Regions from separate parts of the Mus musculus genome. Here region 1 is linked to region 2. Evidence: chromatin contacts called from public HiChIP or PLAC-seq data. All regions are on one chromosome and are shown on one strand. The core of a region is the stretch at or near the end of the contact, and the rest is flanking DNA. Distances in the headings are between cores, read along the strand shown.

Region 1 (6,985 bases), core at 1,213-3,712, 54 kb before region 2:
TAAATGTTGTAGGACTTATTACAGAAAAGAATAGCTAGTTTTAACACATTTAGTTTTAACACAGAGTACACTACCTTCACATTCTGAATATATAATAATCATAACATTCTACTCTAATCTATTACCCTAAACAGTATTCAATTACTTCAGTATTCTTGAAAATAATCCTTAAATTCACACTCACAATTGAACTACTCTTATTACTGTAATATAATAAACACTGTCCTGCCAAAATTATAGCACTGTGTCTTATAAAGGTGATCCTATGACCACTTTTAATAATTTCCTATAATTGGGGGAAGGGGAAAAATCGTAGATGCCATTAATAATTTCTGGTCAAACTTTCAGGCCAATGAGGTTTATCAATGCCCTCATTTCATTTTATTTATTTATTTATTTTATTTATATGAGTACACTGTTGCTGTCTTCAGACACACCAAAAGCGGGCATAGGATCCCATTACAGATAGTGGTGAGCCACCATGTGGTTGATGAGAACTAAACTCAGGACCTTTGAAAGCGCAGTCACTGCTCTTAATCGCTGAGAAATCTCTCCAAACCTAATGATTTATTTGTTAATGTACTGTATGTGTGTGTGTGTGTGTGTGTGTGTGTGTGTGTGTGTGTGTGTGTGTGTGTACACATGTATATACACACACACATCCCCCACCCCTCTCTTTCAGGTTCATCTGCATGCTAAAAGAAAGTATCAGACCACATGGGACTAGGATTATAGAAGTTGTGTGATCTACCATGTGGGTACAGGGAATTGAACTTAGGAACTCTGGAAGAATAGCCAGTGCTCTTAATCAGCCAGCCCTCACACTTCATTTTTTAAGTGAATATATATGGTACATAGAAGGAAAACTTTCTTCATCATTTTAATAAACCATAACATAACATATACCAATGCATGAGCAGAAGTGTTCTACTCATTCAATAGTGAGTTCTGATAAAGCAAGATGCTTGCTACCAGTTATCACTCAAATTCAACTCTAATTGTTATTACAAATAGTTCCTGTCCAGCTGACATCTTTAGAGGAAGGGTGGCCAGCAAACAAGATAAATTTCAGCAGTGTTTAAGAAAGAAAAGAAAGTTAAGAATAGGTACAATATATTGAAATGCCAACTGCCCAGTGAAATATTAAGAGTCAGCTAAACTCATTATGAAGACTATACAACAGAAGAAACATTACCTACTAATGTGAAAATAAATAATATTGTTCAATTAGGTTAACATTTAAAAGCTAGCAGTTTGAAGAAGATATAAATAAATAAATAAATAAATAAGCAAGCTGCTGAACTACCTCAAAACACAAAGCCTACGATGTAAGAAATTGAAAGCAAGTATTACCTTGGGCTAGTCTTTCAAGTCGCTTTCCATGCTCCGGAGGTATAGCATACCTAAAATGTTAAGAATAAAAAAAAAAAATTATGTTTATAATATTTTAGCTAGCTTATGAAGAGTATTTAAATATCTTCATTTACAAAAACTGAACTGCACTTAAATGAACTAGGAAACAAGAATATTAAAAGCCTGTCCCTGGCTGGAGAGATGGCTCAGTGGTTAAGAGCACTGACTGCTCTTCCAAAGGTCCTGAGTTCAAATCCCAGCAACCACATGGCACATGGTGGCTCATAACCATCTGTAATGGGATCTGATGCCCTCTTCTGGTGTGTCTGACAGCTACAGTGTACTCATATAAAATAAAAAAAAAAAAAAAAAAAAACTTAAAAAAAAAAAAAAAGCCTGTCCCTTAGACATAGAAATGAAGAAAAATGAGCATAAACTTCCTACTTAAATGTCACAAATCACCTATAATTTAAAGCTTACAGAACAGATGTTCAAGACTACTGAACCCTTCCTTGTCTAAGCCTGGAGACTACCCACTAACCACAACATTCCTATGTAGTGTAGCTATTTCTGGACATAGGTATTCTTATTTGTTTAGAAGCTGGTGAGTTTGGGTATTATTTCGTAGAAAATATTGGTTACTATCTATTTGTACATCTTTATCATATGTATTGTGGATGCATATGTATATATGTGCATGCATGTATGTGTATGTGTATGTGTATGGCATGCATGTGTATTATGAAGGTCACAGGATACAGTAAGGGTTGATTCTCTCCTTCTACTGAGTTAGTTTCTGGGGATCAAGCTTAGCTTTTCAGACTTAGTGGCAAGCATCTATCCAGTCAGCCATCTCATGAACCTAGTTGTTGTCTCTTAAATGTAGCTTGCTTCTATTTATTTATTTTGTGGGTATATGACTTTTAAAATCCTGATTATAGATTTGTTTGCCCTAAAGAAAAGAAATATTCATTTAAAGTTCCAAGTGCAGTGACTCTCAGCCTTCCTAACACTGTGACTCTAATAGTTCTTCATTGCTGTGGTGACCGGTCCCCCCGACGATAAAATCATGTGCAGTGCTACTTCACAACTGTAATTTTGCTACTGTTACGAATTGTAATGTAAGTATTGCTCAAGATAGAGGTTTACCAAATGTGTCACAACAAACAAGTTGAGAAACACTATAGTAGTGCTTTCAAACATGAAGTAAATGAATTATTTGCTGAATTTTGAACTGAAAATTTTAGTACAAAACTAAATCTTAAAGGTCCTTCAATAAAAACTTTAGATATTGTCTTAGTTGGGTTTTTTTTTTTTTATTACTATGACAAAACATTATGACCAAAAAAGCAAGTTGGGGAAAAAAGCATTTATTCAGCTTACATTTTCTCGTTGCTGTTCATCACCAAAGAAGTCTGGATAGGAACATAAACACTGCAGGAACCTGGAGACAGGAGCTTATGCAGAGGCCACAGGGACATGCTGCTTACTGGCTTGCTTCCCTTCCCCCTCACCCCCACCCCCCACTTTCTCAGCTTGCTTGCTTGCTTTTCCTTCTCTTTTTTTTTTTTTTTTTTTTTTTTTTTTTTTTTTTTGGGTTTTTGGGTTTTTGACACAGGGTTTCTCTGTGTAGCCCTGGCTGTCCTGGAACTCACTCTGTAGACCAGGCTGGCCTCAAACTCAGAAATCCACCTGCCTCTGCCTCCCTAGTGCTGAGATTAAAGGTGTGCGCCACCACTGCCCGGCCTCAGCTTGCTTTAATATAGAACTCGGAACATCACTGCAGGAATGGTGCTACCCACCTTGATCTGGACACTCCTCTATTGACTATTAATTGAGAAAATGCCTTAGAGCTGGAGGCCTCTTCCTTTCTAATGACTCTAGTTTGTATCAAGTTGACACACAAAAACCAAACAGTACATATATTACAAGCATATCTAATAATCATTGAATGAGTTAGGTGAGATGATATACTGCTTTTAAACATGAAGACTTCCTGCTTACTAGCACAGTATATTATAAATACAAATTCCTTTTTGCTGATACAATTTTCTAAGCATACCTAGTAGCACATTTGGTTGTATTTAATAGCATCTGTACTCAAAATGTATTTGATTTTGATGTAACTAAGCAATTCTCTGAATGAAAGTTCAACCATATGTTCTGTCCCTTAAAATACTGCTATTTAAATTCTACCAACTGAATTGGGGAGAGATAAAATTTTAGCATAAGGAAATGAAAATAATCAACGTTTAAGGTAAGTTCTTGTCGTATTTTTCTTATTGGTTTATACCAGGAATACACTCAGAAAAGAAAAAATTGTGGGTGTATCCCATTCAAGGTGATTCCCTCTTCATAACATCACAAATGTGCATACACACAGACAAAGACACAGAAACAGACACACACACACACACACACCATCTGGCTGCACAAAATGAGCTGGATGTGAAGAGATAGTTATATACCCATATTACTCTAAGCAACTGGCAAGGTTAAATTCCCTCCATTTTAAATGTAATCATCAGTTCACAGAAAAAGCAAGTGCATTCATTTGTTAAGAAAATAGAAAGTTAACATTGTTCTATCCCACATCTGATCCTCAATTTACTTCTAGTATATAAATCACTCTCATTAGATATTCTTCTGCCACATTACCTGTGTGACCTTACTAGCCCAAACTTCTAAATAATGCAGTATAGTGGACAGATTATCTATTTAATTGGGTCTGCTTTTCTTTTTATGTTTAGAATAATGTTTTGGTCTATTTCTGAACTTTCCAGAAAACCCAATTCATATAATTACAAATCGACTCAAATAAATGTCCTATGGTTAATCCAACATATTCAATATTCTCTGAAATCATTAAAGGGTAAAAAATTCCTTAACACTATTGCCCAGAAAGAAAAATGAAATAGTTCCCAGTAAAGCTAATTCTTCATATTGATAGCAATTCTATGATAACAGTCAGCAAAGTACAAGGTAAAAATGAATTCTGAAAGACAATTTCATTGTCCTGCTGTAAAGACTACTGGCAAGATCTGTGCTTACATGAACAAAATGTGTCTCCCTAATGAGGGAAGCACACTCATTAGATATTACAGGTACAATTCCTTTAAAGGTAGCAATGATTAGATACTAAATAGTACATTTTCATTTTAATCCAATATCTTTGTTTTAAATTTTTCTTATTTTCAAGGTCAAGAAAACACAATCCTTTGTAAGTATATCTCTGAGTGATTTGTTCCAAAAAATATGTATATATGAAAATTTTAGTCAATACTTTAAGGATTTTCCCCATTTTCAACGATGTTTGCTGAGTTTGTTGTATACTGCCTTTATGTTGAGAGATGTTCCCTACATCCCTGTTTTCTCAGAACTTTTATCATAGAGATAATGTATTCTGAGGACTTTTCTGCATTTAGCAAGATGATCATGTAGTTTCTATCATTTAATCTATTTATGTTGTAAATTACAATTACTATTTTACATATGTTGAACCAACCCTAAATCTCTAGGATGAAGGTAACTTTATCACAGTAGTATTTTTTGATGTGTTCATGAATTCAGTTTGTAAGTATTTTATTGACAAGTTTTACATCTGTGCTCATCAACGAAAATGGCCCACAGTTTTATTCTTATTTTTTATTAGATATTTGTGAGGTTTTGATAGGATAATGGCTTTGGGAAAAAATTGGAAATGTTACTTCTTTTACTATTTACTGTAATAGTTTCAAAAATATTAATGGTTAATGGTCCTTTAATGGATAGGAAGAATTCTATACTTGAGTTCATTTTTTTTCCTTTTCCACTTATTAGCTTACTTTGGATCATAATACTTGTCACTACCTCACATTACAGAACATTCTATCTTTTGAGATTTTATTGTTTTATTCTTCTCTCATACAAAACATCCTTGCCACAGTGTCCCTCACTCTGTCTGCTGCCTCCTATTCCTCTCAGTGCCACTCCATCACAACCTCTTCCCCAGACCCACTGTTCCTCCATTTCCACTCAGAAAAGCGCAGATGCCCCAGCGATAACAACATTGGTATATCATTTACCAAGAAATTTATCCATTTCTTCTTCCTTAGGACTGTCTGAGTTTCCATGGTATCTGCTATAATGTTTCCTCTTTAACTTATAATTTTATTTAACTAGATTGAATTTCTTCAGTTAATTTGAATAAAAGATTGTCAATCTTCATCTTATCAAAGAACCAACTCAAAAATTACATTTTTGTTTTGCTACTGTTTGTTTCTATTTCATTACTTAATTGTGATTAGCACTTCTCATCTACTTTTAGGAGGTGTTATGATTCTTGTTCTTCCCTGGCCTTTTGGTGCATGTTAAGTTATTAATTTGAGACCTTTGACTATTCTTAATATAGGGACATAGTTTTACAAAATTTCATCTGGTGACTGTTTTCATTTGTATTTCCTTCAGAGATTTTGAAATGTTATGTTTTCATTTTCAGTCAATACTAGGAATTTAACACCATTTGCACGCACCCCAGGCACAGTACTTCCAGTGTTAGCTAACACACTAGGTCAAGTGAAGGAGGTAGAGAAGATACAAATGAGAAAGAAAGAAATCCAAGTATCCTTATATGCAGATGACATGAGTCTGCACATAGTGTGAAAGATGAAAGAGACTGTAAGAGTGAGAAGAAACCAGTGTTGTCTGCACATTGCAGGATAGCTACACATACAAATTCGCAGTGCTTCTAACAGCCCCAAATCAAACCCCTCCGTGGAAAGGGGAGTTGGGCTGAGAAGCTATTGGCAACTCTGAGCTGCTGGGAAAGAAAAGATTAATTTTCTATGATAACTCCATGTTTCAGTAAATGACCACTCATCCAAAAATAGCTCAGCAGCACAAATTGACCTGGAGGGAGTAGGGTAGGGGACTCCAAGTTGGGGAATGAATGGAAGGAATATATCTGGTAAGATCTAGGGAAGGAAGAGTGCATATAGTCAAAACACACTGTACAAAACAAAACGCTAAAAAACTAATGTTTATTAAAAAAAAAAAAGCTAGACTCACTGAGAGTACTGGTGGTGCACATCTTTTATCCCAACACCTGGGAGACAGAGGCAGGCAGATCTGTGTGAGATCAATGCCAGCCTGGTCTACATAGAGACTTTCTGGGCTGTCAATGTAGAAATCTGTCTCAAAAAACAAAACAAAACAAAACAAAACAAAACAAAACAAAACAAAAAAACAAGGGACTTAAAATCTTATCAACCAAATAAGCTGGAAAACAGAAACAAAATTTACAGTTTTAACTGAACGGTATTAGACTGCCATTGCAAGTTCTTGGCAGAAAAAGCTAAATTTTCCAAAACATACTATATAACTCCACCCGCTGCTGGCTCCAATTTTCTGTGAAGTGTCCTTCTTATGCGTCCTTAAAAGCTACCTTCAGACCACTTGCTTGTTAACTAGTCCTGCTCATTCAATGGCTTCTTTGCTTCAGGTTAGTCCTTCGGTATCTCCTTAGTGTTGTTAATTGTCCTAGAACTCTCAATAATTTACTTAGAAACACTCTTTCCCTATCCAGAACTCTGTCACTGCTACCACTGGCAGTCACCACTGCTCTCTCATACTCATAAGCACTGCTGGTATTTCT
Region 2 (6,610 bases), core at 3,834-6,333:
CACACTAAATTCTAGACTGCCCCTACCAGTTTGCACCCCCACCATAATGAAGAATCCTTTCCCCACCACAGACTGCTGTCGTTTATTTTATTGATCGTGGCTATTCTGAGTTAAGATGAAATATCAAATTCTAATTTGCATTTCCCTGATGACTAAAGATATTGAACATTTAAGCATTTCAATCTTTGTTGAGTTTTAATTCTTTGTTTGTTTGTTTTGTGAGTTTGTTTTTTTTTTTTTTTATAATTCTCAGCCTAGTTCTGCACCCCATTTTTAATTGAGTTGTTTCCTGGATCCCAGTTCTCTTTCTTCTTTGTGCATTCAAGATACTATAGCCTGCCACTTTGCCCAAATTATGGTGCCCTTTTCCATATAAAAGCTTTTCAGTTTCATGAAGTCCCATTTATTAATTGTTGATCATAGTGCCTATCCTATCAACATTCTGTTCAGAAAACCCTTTCCTGTGACAGTGAGTTCAAGGCTATTCCTAATTCATTTCTATCGTATTCAGGGTATATGGTAGGACATTGAGGACTCTGATCCATTTAGAGTTGAGTTTTGTACAGAAAAATAGATATGGATGTATTTTCATTCCTCTACATGCAGCTATCCAGTCTAACTACATCATGTTAAAGATGCTTTCTTTTCTCCCTGGTGTAATTCTGGCTCCATCATCAAAATTCAGGTTTCCAAAGGTGTGTGGAATTATGTCTGCATCATCAACTTTATTCTATTTAGCAAGACAACTTTTTATGGCAATGCCATGCTGTTATTATTACTATAGCTCTGTAATACAAGTTGAAATCAGGGATGGTGCTACCTCTTTGCATTCATATTCAAAGAAATCTACATCTTACTAAAGTGATACTTGTACATCCATGCTCATTACTTTTCTATACATTATAGCCAGAAAAACAGCCTAGGTGCTAATCAACTATTAGAACAAGTCATGAAAATGTGATACATTTACACAATGGAATATTATTTGGTTGTTAACCAAAATGAAATTTGCCAGTAAATGGAAAACAGCTAGAAACCATCATCCCGGACAACCCAGACCCAAGGCGACAAATACTGCATGGTATCTCTTCTATGTGGATGTCAGTTTTTACTCTTTAGATATGTGAGCTATGATTTGAATAGTCACAGAAGTTTAAGTACCTAGTTGGGGGTGGGGAGACCATATCCCAAGGAAGGGAAAATAGAATATAGTTATGGAGAGACAAATGGAAAGACATAATAGGAAGATCAAATGGAGAAGGAAATGGAAGGGCAGAGCAGAAGAAAAAATATGGGGAGGTACACTAAAGGCCCTTTGGAAAACCATATGGAAACCTACTACTTTACACGTTCCTAAAACATATAATCTATGGAAGTAATCTAAATGGAATCATCACATACTGAGGGAGGCAATACCACAGCTAGATACCTGACACAAACCCCCAATGATGGGAATGGGTTACATCTTTTTGAGTCATTGGCCAAATGGCTCCCATAGGCATGTCTGCAAAATGTAATAAGCTATTGTTTACTTGCCACAACCAGATGATAAGGCCCTAATGCTGACGTATATCACCTATTTATATCATCAAACATGAAGAAATGGAGCTGGTATCCGAATAGAAACTTTAACAGTGCTGGAAGGCACTTTATACCATACCAGAGAAGGTGGTTAATCATCAGTATCACCCAGCTACAAACCCTATAACCTACAACAGTGACCTGCCTGCAAGGGATACTGGTATTTACTGCAGTAAAAAACCACTTTTTTATTGAACTTACCATGAGACAGAATCCATGACACTGATTAAGTGGCTATGGGTCTAGGAAAAACATCTCCTGTTACTTTGCTAAGGACACTGCAATAAATGACTGCCCTTAGCATGCTGCTATACCCACAGATCAGAGCCTCACTCAGCCAGCATCACAGAATCTTGCAGTAGACAGTAATTAAAACAGAGACCATCAGCTACACCATATGCAGAGTATGAGAGACTTTGGAGCACTCAGGTCTAAATGGGATATCTTCATCAAATTTCTCCAGTCCCAAACGGGCGTGGTGGTGCACGCCTTTAATCCCAGCACTTGAAAGGCAGAGACAGGCGGATTTCTGAGTTTGAGGCCAGCCTGATCTACAGAGTGAGTTCCAGGACAGCCAGGGCTACAGAGAGAAACCCTGTCTCGAAAAAACCAAAAAAAAAAAAAAAAAAATTTTTTTCTCCAGTCCCAGATCAAGGGACTGAAGACCAAGAAGGTGGAAAGACTACAAGGCCATAGCAATGGAGGACTCCAGAGAAAGAGGGCATCTTCCAGACACAACAATAATGCACATATGAACTCATTGAGCCTGTGGCAGCATAAAAAAAGATATGTACAGCTTCAAGCTAGATAAGGTCTCAGCTAAGAGGGATACGTGTACCTGTAGTCCCACCACTAACCAAGAAGCTATTTGTAATTGATACCACCTGCAAAAGTCAGTTCTATCCAGGGCAGGCCCTGGTGCCCAGAATTAGTTGACCAAGACGAAAGATATTCATATTCTATCCCCCCTTCTCTTTCTCTTCCTCTCCCCCCCACTCCCTTTGCCTGGGCCTGTGTCTGTGTGTATATATACACTTTTTGTTCTGTTTAATTGTGAAACTGATTTTTGTGTGTGTGTGTTTTGAGTTTTAGTTGGTTGGTTGAGTTTTGTGGGGAGTTTGAGAGAGAAAATGAAGTATGTAAAGAGGTAGAGAGAGGATCTGACAGGAGTATGTGGAGGGAAAACATCAGGATCAAAATCTATTGTTTGAAACAAGTATAAATAAACAAAAAATGGTATTTACAGGACCATGAAATATTAACATACAAAAAAAGGAGACAATTTTTTCTATTCCATCGCCTTAAACACTCAGCCAGAACTACTGCTTCAAAGAGAATTTTTTTAAAAAACCTGCATTACATATTGAACTTAATGACAGTACAGAATGTACTTGTTTTATCATTTAATATCTAGTAAATAATAACGGGTATCAAGGGTATAGCAGTAAGAATCCTTGCTACAGAATGTAGGACTGGAAATGTAGCTTGGTATAGAGTTTGCCTACCATGCGCCAAAGCCTTGAATTCAGTCCCCAGGTCTGAGTCAAACAAAGTAATTCCAACACTCAAGAAGTAGAGACAAAGATCACCAATTCACCAATCTATGTGGGCTACAAGAGACAGTCTCAAGACAAAAGGAAAGGAAAGAGAGTGGGGTGGGGGAGGGAGGAATTAAGTAAGTTTTTTAGTACCATAAAGCAAGCCTTAGCGTTGAATTTTATTGTATTACCAATTTCGTGGAGAACTGTAAACATTATGTGTAAACTCTAAACACTAAAATGGGAAGGTAGAAACCCTGTCTCGAAAAACCAAATAAATAAATAAATAAATAAATAAATGAATAAATAAAATAAAATAAAATGGGAAGGAGGTCCTAAAACTACTTAACTAGGCAGTGCATTCCAAAACAAAGCATGATAGGTTACCAGGCCAGCAAGCTTTAAGAAAACATTAGTGAACATGCTCAATAGTAAAAAAAAATTTTTAAATTTTAAAAACGAACTTTTTTTTCCTTTTTCTTTTTTTTTCTTTTTCAATCTTAGAGACCGAACTTAAGGTGTTCAGATACTAAGCATTGGCCCTACCACTTGAGCTATATATTCCAGGCGGTGGGAACGGACCGTAAATTTTAGAGAACAAATAACCAGTAGCAGTGCAGAAATATGACCAGCAGGAATCCCTGCACTGGTGATGCAGAGGCAGGTGGATTTCCTGGAGCACCAGGTTAGCTACCATACAGAGTTCTAAGTTGGGCAGGACTACATATAAGACCCTGACTCAAAAAACAACCAAAAATACCAAAAGTTTTAACCATCACACTTTTAAATTAGAATACTAATAACTTTTCCCATAGAAAGAGTTAGGCTCCACTCCCTTCCGCCCTTTTTAAACGCAAAACTCAAGTGGGTGAAATACAGCAAAGATTGGTGCTAACCTAAGCTTACCGAGCCTATCAAAAGCGTCTCCCGGGTTCCGAATTGCTTCATTTCTAACGTAAGCTTTCTAAGCAGTACTAGGTAAATCACCAAGTGTGAGTGACCGTACTGAGTCCAAGATTTAAAAAAAAAAAAAAAAAAAAAAGTTGGTCAAGTCTTCCAAGTCTTCTCTCAGAGCACCTGACTGACTACGTGCGAGCTTGCGGGCTCAGCCACACCGGCGGCTGCCTTCTGGGTCCCCAAGAAAATCCTCAGAACTGAGTCCAGCTGCTTTCACTGCTGAGCAGAGAACACCAACTTCCAGCCCGAGCTAGACCGCCTGCCTTCTTGGCATTCCCATCGCACAACACGCCCTCTCTCCCTGGCAGTTCACATGCCGCAACGAAGTCGCATCTATTAAGCGCCCACTGTCTACCCCGCATCATGGCTCCCCCCAGGAACCGCACAAAGAAATGGCCTCAAGACGGAGGAAAGAAAAAGGGAAAGATCATCTGCTAGGGCCAAGAACGAACCCGAGTGAGGGTCGGGCTACCTGCTACCTCGCGGATCCGGACATCCCGACCCAAGGGAGGCTCGGAGGACGCACAGGCCCGGCCTTCCTGGAGTCGGCCGCAGAGGGGTCGGTCGGCGCCCCAGACCACACAGGCGTGGCAGTCCGGAGCAACAGCACCTCCGATCGGCTCCCGGGAGGCAGGCGAGCGAGCTCCCGAATCCCGAGGGCCAGAATGGACTGTCAGGGCCGCCTCCTCCCTCCCAGCTGACTGCTTTGCACCGCGGAGCGCCCAGGCCCGTGCTGCCCTGCGAAGACCGGACCGAGGCCGCCACCCTTCCCGCTCCGTCCCGACCAAGAAGAGGTTACCTGCGCCGCTGGCGGAGGTCCAGACGCCACCCGAATGAAAGGGATGAAAAGTGCGGCCTCCCCTGAGGGTTTTGGGAATCTTTGGAAGACTTGTTCCGCACTGGGTGACAGCTGTTCGCTGCGCACGCGCACGGGGCGCCACCACGGAATCCCTCCGCCGCGCTCCCCTCCCTCCCGGCTCGGAGGTGGGCGGGAGGCGGCGCGGGCGCGCAGGCTGTGCGGGCTGCCTCTGCCTGCGTGTGGCGCACGCGCCCCCACGTGACCGCTGGGCCGGGCGCTCTCTGGGTCACGTGGGTCTCTAAACTGCTTAAAGGTGCCCGACTTGAAGCCGAGACTTCCGCCTCTTGCCTAGTCTACGCTTGCCGTGCTGTATTTCCTTTTGCCTTGGGGACAAGCTCGCCTCTTCTTTCTCAAAGGAGGAAAAACACTGACGAAGCAGAAGGAGCAGGTGCGCAACAGATCTTTGTCGGATCACTCACTAGGTTCCCACAGGGGCTGGACCTGAAATAAAATAGTACACGAACACGCCTGCAGGGACTCGGTGCGAGTCTATGGCAACCCTCGGTGCAAGAACGGCTGGCTGATTTTTACCTCGAGTGGAGGTGGTCAGGAAGGCCAGACTCACGATGACATTGTCCTGTGCCGGTACACCAACCAGTGGGCTGCACCTCTGAGCCTACTTCAGTCGGAGATCCCAAGTGAGCAGTGTTCCCAAATTCCTAGCAACCAAGCCTGCCCTTGAGCAAAAAGGTCTAATACTTAAAGACTAGAGAAATCTTGATTAGGGATCCTGAATTGAGTTACCTTCCTACACGTCTGTGTAAATCTGACTTCCAAGACCGCAGAGGAATCACACAGATCTCAAACTCTTACTTCCAGATAGGTGCCTAAACACTAAGCGTTTTGCAAAGGCTAAACAGGTTTTACTGTCCCACAGTTCCTATCTGGGTTTTTTTGTTGCATTTCTTCTAGTTACTGACCAGGCATATACAAAAGTGAGCACACAGGACCATCATTTTACGTGTTGTTAGAAAACAAGGATTTCTAATGAATGTGGTGCATACTTATAACCCAGGACTTGGAACAGAGATCAGAGGACTAGAAATTCAAGATCATTCTCAACACATCATAGACCTGAAGTTAGACTGGGCTACATGATATGCTGTCTCAAAAACTGATCACCTCTTTAAAAAAAAAAAGCTCAACATAACTATTTAAATGTACTTAAATGTGTTTTTTTTAATTTATTTCTTTTTTTTTTTTTTAGGGGGAGCACTGTAAAGACAGATGGGATATGGTTAATTAACTGAAAGATAATGAGATCTAACCACCATATTTCTTTGACTGGAAAAACACCGCTTGGGGGCTAGAGAGATGGCTCAGTGGTAAAGAGCATCGACTGCTCTTCTGAAGGTCCTGAGTTCAAATCCCAGCAACCACATGGTAGCTCACAACCATCCGTAATGAGATCTGACGCCCTCTTCTAGTGCATCTGAAGACAGCTACAGTGTACTTAGATATAATAATAAAAAAATAATAATAATAATAAAACACAGCTTAGGGTTTGGAAAAATACAATTCTAAACTTACTTAACTTATATATAGTCAACTGGTAATTTTTCAATGTGGATATTATAGAGATTGGCAACCATACTCCAAAGCAATTGAATATACTAAAACTATAGTTACATATCTTAAATTTTAGGGCGTTTTGTGAACTACAAAGATTGCACAT

Evidence for each region. HiChIP or PLAC-seq counts read pairs in DNA pulled down with a chosen protein or histone mark.
Region 1: an H3K4me3 HiChIP or PLAC-seq map of bone marrow-derived macrophages shows a contact between it and region 2, with 2.4 times the contacts expected there. The contact joins the enhancer-like site here to the promoter of Kdm4c in region 2. A contact is called at or near these places in 3 of 39 promoter capture datasets (the C10 cell line, liver and macrophages), 7 of 484 Hi-C or Micro-C datasets (the 63-12 cell line, bone marrow-derived macrophages, centroblasts and 4 more), 8 of 115 datasets of contacts at active chromatin or transcription factors (CD4 single positive thymocytes, the SCID.adh cell line, bone marrow-derived macrophages and 1 more) and 3 of 9 other capture datasets (adipose tissue, liver and pancreatic islet).

What each region holds. Positions count from the first base shown.
Region 1 is chr4:74,301,383-74,308,367 of GRCm38.p6, reverse strand. It overlaps Kdm4c (lysine (K)-specific demethylase 4C), which reads right to left. Exons shown (of 22, transcript NM_144787.2): 6 at 1,354-1,403. Among named protein-coding and RNA genes, the nearest start is that of Kdm4c, 53 kb to the right of the region's middle. Within about 2 kb of position 2,462, at least 16 of the 459 cell types and tissues checked have an H3K27ac peak or open chromatin away from gene starts, as enhancers often do. A contact at or near this core is called in bone marrow-derived macrophages, where this site is marked.
Region 2 is chr4:74,250,352-74,256,961 of GRCm38.p6, reverse strand. It overlaps Kdm4c (lysine (K)-specific demethylase 4C), which reads right to left and starts at 5,083. Exons shown (of 22, transcript NM_144787.2): 1 at 4,876-5,083.